Regions from separate parts of the Mus musculus genome. Here region 1 is linked to region 2. A link is a contact called in public promoter capture Hi-C data. All regions are on one chromosome and are shown on one strand. The core of a region is the stretch at or near the end of the contact, and the rest is flanking DNA. Distances in the headings are between cores, read along the strand shown.

Evidence for each region. Capture Hi-C pulls out chosen DNA fragments and counts their contacts.
Region 1: a contact with region 2 is called in a promoter capture Hi-C map of pancreatic islet. The contact joins the promoter of Ccr9 here to the promoter of Slc6a20b in region 2. A contact is called at or near these places in 5 of 39 promoter capture datasets (the C10 cell line, embryonic stem cells, hippocampal neurons and 1 more), 3 of 15 datasets of contacts at CTCF or cohesin (large pre-B cells, pro-B cells and stem cell-derived epiblast-like cells), 28 of 484 Hi-C or Micro-C datasets (B cells, the Ba/F3 cell line, the CH12 cell line and 15 more), 5 of 115 datasets of contacts at active chromatin or transcription factors (CD8 T cells, the SCID.adh cell line, T-cell acute lymphoblastic leukemia and 2 more) and 5 of 9 other capture datasets (adipose tissue, embryonic stem cells, liver and 2 more).

Annotation. Positions count from the first base shown.
Region 1 is chr9:123,765,695-123,768,641 of GRCm38.p6, reverse strand. It overlaps Ccr9 (chemokine (C-C motif) receptor 9), which reads right to left and starts at 1,431. Exons shown (of 3, transcript NM_009913.6): 1 at 1,335-1,431. It overlaps Gm17021 (a long non-coding RNA gene), which reads left to right. Exons shown (of 2, transcript XR_380030.3): 2 at 1-2,947.
Region 2 is chr9:123,631,029-123,634,106 of GRCm38.p6, reverse strand. It overlaps Slc6a20b (solute carrier family 6 (neurotransmitter transporter), member 20B), which reads left to right and starts at 1,569. Exons shown (of 11, transcript NM_011731.4): 1 at 1,569-1,997. The coding sequence starts at 1,748.

The DNA of each region.
Region 1 (2,947 bases), core at 182-2,681, 130 kb before region 2:
ATCATTTTAGCGTGTGTGTGTGTGTGTGTGTGTGTGTGTGTAGCTCTAGGACTCTGAGTCATCTACCATCAGACCTATTCACAAAGTCTGAGTCAGGAGCTCACTTCCCTGGGACCTGTGAGCATGAGTCTACAGTATTGATAAGAATGGACAGAAATTGGAAGAAGAGGGCTCTGAAACTCCAGATGCTGGAATGACCATTATTTTGGATTGTTTGGCAAAGAGGCTAAAGAGACAGATTCCCTTGGTAGTGGTTGCCTGCAGGTCCAGATCACTAGCTCAGCAACAGTTGCTATGACCTACTGGCTGGCTATAGAGCAGGCTAATTAAGAACTGAAGAATGAGAGTGTGGAGGTCATGGAGAGATGGCTCAGCAACTAAGAACAGATATAATACGTGTCTTGAAGAGGACCTAAGTATGAATTTCAGCTATGTTAGAAGACTCACACAGTCATCAGTACTTCAAGCACCGGTTCTCACATGTGCACATGCGTAATTAAAAGTATAATAAATCTTTAAATTCTTTTTAGAACAGAAGAATGTGGACATGTTGTAAAAGAAAGGGCATGCCAATTTTCTATGGATGGGTCGTTTGAAATAACTTGGCTTCTTTTCTGATCAACAAAGAATATTTTCACAATGCACAAAAAGATCCAAAACTTCAAACACACACACACTCTCTCTCTTTATAAATATAAACGAGGGAAAAATACAAAGTCAAGTATCACTTTCCAGTTTAGCCATTGTTAGATTTCTGAGCCGTGTCTTCGTACTGTCCCTTTAATAGCACATAAACATGTACCAGTGCGAAGGGAATCACACCACACATAGTTTTATAAATATATATGTTTTAGTCTGTCTTTCCTGGGCCACACTTCATGTACTGAGCACAGAGTTTGACATGGAGTTAAACAACTGAGCACTTCATTGTCTAACGAACCATAGTCTACTGCACTCCTGTCAAGTTTTTGGTCCCCAAGGTTTCTCTGCTATAAAAGTCCTTTCTGTGGCCAGTCTCTCAGACCCAAGGTTGTCACCCTTCTCAGACTTTTGGAAACCCCCTTGCTACCTGTCCCAACACTGTTTCTCCTCCCTTGAAGGTACAAATCACAAACAATGCTATTGAGCTTGACCTTCACTGTGTTCCGAGAGGGAGACTCTTCATTCACCCTACAAGAAGCCTGAGCCATACTGGAACTTTCTAGCAAAGAGCATGGTACACATGACATCTGAACAGATGAGTGCACTCATGGGATATAGATGCGTTGGTGGCAGCATATAGCCAAGTACACAGGTGATGTCTAAGGCACAGAAGAAGGGAAGGATCTACTCACCAGGAGGGGAAGTGCAGAGTCTGGGTCTGTAGGGAGAGGACCACTGCAGCTGCCTGGGATGAGAAGGCTTCTGTGGGTTCTGAGCAGACAGCTATCCGCTAAAACACACCAAAAAGGAAGCCAGGCCACCTCTGCCTGTGTTGTCACTGGCGGAGTAACCCAGAAGGGTGGGGAGCCACCTGCTGCAGATTCTAGTAACACACATCTATCATTTGCAGCCAGAAATGCAAAGCTAAGGACCACCAGGGTTAAGGATTAACCATCTTCAGTGTGGACAATGTACACACAGAGTCTAAGAGCAAATTGTCTTCTTAGGCCCCCGATACAGGAGCCGGAGACATGGGGAGTCCTGGCCAGAGGCACACATTTATAAGAACAAGTATATGTGAGGTACTACCTCTATACTGTCTATCAAGATGTGTCCTTTGAGGCCTTGAGAGACCTGTGTTGCCCAGTTCTATAGCTACCAGCCAAATGTTCCCACTGAAATGGAAACTATAATGGGGAGCACCTCTGCAGTGACACTCAACACATGCACCCATGGCTGCTACAGATGACGGATAGTACAGATGCCTAACATTTATGACATGGCAGAGCACTCTGCGGATGCTGTTACCTCAGAAAGTTCTGTATGTGATAGGCAGCTTGGAACAGATTATGAAGGACCAAGGACACCTTAAATTCAGAAAAGTTTTACACATATGTTAACATTGAGAGCTAAAGTGTCTTTATGAATCACAGGTGTTTCAGTAAAGTTTTGAAAAGTCTCAACATGCAAATGTTATATTTTTTATAGAAACTCACAGGTGATATCTTCTTAAAGGGCCACAGTTATAGTGAAGATTCCCTGTTGTCATCATTTTTTTAAAACTCCTTTTTATATTTGAAATATACAAATCACAGCTCATTCTAGAAGACTAATTTCCTCTTGATGTGTTTAGCATCCTGTGCACTAAGTGCAGTGTTACTCCCAGACATATAGCCCAGCAATCACCCCCTCCTAGTACAGAACAAAGAGATTTCATGATTTGTCCTAATTTATATCTCAGTGGCAAAAGGTTAATAAGCATAGGAAAGGCTGAAAGACCTGAGTAGTAAGAATGAAAGATGCAATTGATTCATCACCTCCAGGGAACCATGGTGTGAGTAAGCCAAGAAATTCCCTTCCCTCAACCCACATTCATGTGCATAACTAGTGTACTACCAGTCTCTGACAGTGTCCAATGCTGTGTCAATTACTGAGAGAAAAGAAGGGAGCAGCAGGAAGAGCATGCTCTAGGCCCTGACCTTCTGGCCACCTTTAGGCAGAGATAGCAGTGAACTTGCTGTTTGCCTTGTGCCTGGAAAGCCTCCTGGAGGGAGAGACTAGAATTGTTAAGACTTCCTTCTCTGAGACCTGTCTCTTCCCCGAGTTAGAGTATGGCAAGGAACCAGTGCAAGTACATCAGAAAGCCAGAAGAGGTGGTTCAAAGATGGAAGGAGATGGATGCAGTGAGGAATAAAAGTCAGACCCCTTCCTCCACATGGGCCCCACGGTCTAAGAGAAAGCAAATCTGAAGAGGTCCTACTCTCACTCACAACAACCCTCTTCTTGGACATATTGAAGAGGCTGG
Region 2 (3,078 bases), core at 320-2,819:
ATACATATATTGGAGATAGAGAACAGAGTAATTTAGAAAATTTAATAAAATATAAAATTTAAAAAGAGCCACATGTGGTGGTAATGTGTGCCTGAATTCCCACTATTTGGGAGACTGAGGCTACACCTGTTTCAAAAAACAAAACAAACAACAACAAAACCCCATAAAAATAAACAGGAAGATCATTGTTAAGGTCATTGTTAAAAACATAATTATCCATACAATAGCTATAGAATATACATTCTCATCAGCACATTGAACTTCCTCTGAATAGACCATATCTTACTTAAGGCACAAAACAAATATCAAATAATATAATTGTAATTAGGAGTCAACATGAACCAGGTGTGGTAATATATACCGATAACCCCACCTATTTGAGAGGCTGAAGCAGGAAGACTGAAGACCTAGCCTAAGCAAGTAACTTAGCAAACCTCCATCTCAAAATGGAGGTTGAAGCAATGGCTCCATTAAAACAACAACAACAACCAACAGTTCTCTGGCTGTTCTTGCAGAGAACCTGGGTTCAGTTTCCAAACTGCGGTTCACAACAATCCATATTACCAGTTCCAGATATATGTGCATACACATATTTGTATATATTCATGTATATATGAATGATAGATAGAGGTATAGCTATACACAAGTATGAAGGCAAAACACAAAACAAAAATAACTTAAAAAAAAAAAAAGAAGAAGACGCCTGCAACACCAACAACATCAAAATAAAAATTAAAAAAAGTTCTCAAGGCTTTGCAAGCAGAACCAAGGAGTTTGGACTTTCTCATATGGGGAAACTAGAGACTTTGATAATTAACAGTGCACTCACCAGGATGAGCAAATGATTGAAAATTGCATAACCTTCTTAGTAGAATAAGACTATAGAACCCTGCCCACAGCTGTACCCACTTTCTCTCCTTTGTCCAGAGTTCAAGTGACACAGTTTGATGGTCTTTTGTATCCTGTTTCTGGTAGGTACAGTGAAGTTCCCATCCATACGCAGTCATCCATTAGCCAAGGCAGCTTCCTGGGACCACTCAGGTGGGGTTAAGCTGGACTGAATCATCTGTGCGGGGTATCTGGACACCCCAGAGAACTGAGCTTCGTCCCCTTTGCTTCTTAGATACAGTTATCACTGAGGCCCAAGCGATACGTAAATTACAAATCAGACACAATGCTCAGCTCACTGTCTGATACTTGCTACCCTTTACCTGTCAGTTATGCAACTGAGAATCTCTGTCGTTGTGTGTGTAAGGTGGGAACCCAAGATAATGGCATCCTGTTTCACTTAATGGATTTTATTGGTAGCTCAGGATGCACCATAGTGGGAGTGTTTGTACTAGAAAAATTGATAAGTACATAGATCAGAGTTTTTCTGCAGTCTGTAGCTAAACATTTAGCTAAACATTTTCCAGCTCACCACCAGCCTCCAACAGATACAACCAAATTTGTGAATTGTTTTGCAGACACCCTTAACAGCAAGAGGAGCCCAGAAATCCTGAAGTTTGAGAGACAAAGGACACAGAAAGGAATGTGGCCAAAGGTTAGTGGGAGGATCTAAACTGGCCACCTGTGAGGTTGAGGCAGCGAGGGAAGCACTGGTCAAGAAGGGAACCAACACAGAATTGGGGTCGAAAGCTGATTCCAGAGTCCTGGAAAGAAACAGTAGAAAACACAGGGGTTTGGGGGTGGGGCGCGGAAGAGGGCACAGGTGTTGCTCATTCTACAGTGAGAGTTGTCTCAGAAGATGGAATCACCTTCAGCACATGCGGTCTCCCTGCCAGAGGATGAGGAGCTCCAGCCCTGGGGAGGCGCTGGAGGACCTGGTCAGCACCCAGGAAGACCGAGGTCAACAGAGTGTGCCCACCCTGGGGTTGTGGAGAAGGTGCGGCCAAAGTGGGACAACCCCCTGCAGTTCCTACTTGTCTGTATCTCCTATGCTGTGGGCCTGGGCAATGTATGGCGCTTCCCCTACCTGTGCCAGATGTATGGCGGAGGTGAGTACAATGGGCAGGTGCAGCATGTCTGCCTGACTGAGTGCTTCACATCTCAAACTTTCACCTTCCTGGGATCTGGATGAATTATAGGTCTGCTGGATGTCCTCTCCAAATTGCTGACCCAAGCCCCGCACAGAGGGAAGGTTTGGCCTGTGCATCCGTGGACAGTGCTTTTGTTCTGCTATCTAAAACATCTTCAGCTAATTTGAAGTCATGAAGGTTTTCTCTGTTCCTCTTCTAACTCTTTAACCTCTGGGTTGTTCATGTGGAACTATGATCTACTTCCTTTCTTCCTCTTCTGTGCATGAACTGTGATACCAACTAAGTAAGGCTCTTTTGATTCAGTTGTATTGTTTTGACAAAAGGACTGCAGAGCTTATCTGCTTAAATTGAATTATTGAGGTTTGAAGAAGTGATGGAAATGATTGCCACGCACAGGTAAAGGTGACCACACTGCTACCTTGGTATGAGCTTTGAGTTTTCTTTTGGCCCTAGCTAGCAGATAAGCATCCAGGCTCTGTCACAGAGACAAGATGACCAAGGGCCACACCAGATTTGATGTGGTTACTGCTTGATACTTTGGGTTAAAATTGGACTATCTTATGACCTTTGAGTGTTAGAGCATTAACTCCAAACATCTGTGGAAATATGGCCTCTGCTGTAAAGTGTCTCCAGAGAATAAATCACACAGGCCTCAGCCTCCTTTGACATCAAGTTGGTAAAGGGTAAAAACTCAGCCTTTTCAGAGCAAGGGGATTTTGAGAAGCCTCCTGAATGAGAAGGCGGTGCACGGACCCTGCTTGCACACAAGGACAAGCTGGGGTCAGGCTCTGACCATTAATGTGGGTATGTGCTGTCCCCTGCCAACACTTTCACTCTTCCCTCCTTCATGTGGCCACAGAGCTCTGCATAACCTCCGTGACAGCCGCTCTGGGATCTGTGAGCCACCTGAATTCCATAGCTTGGTTTAAGAAAAGGCACTGGATACAACCCAAAGACCCACACTTGAGTAGATTGACCAACACACTCAGAGCAGAATGCCTTACAAACAGTTTAATACCATGCTACGGTCCCTCTGCAA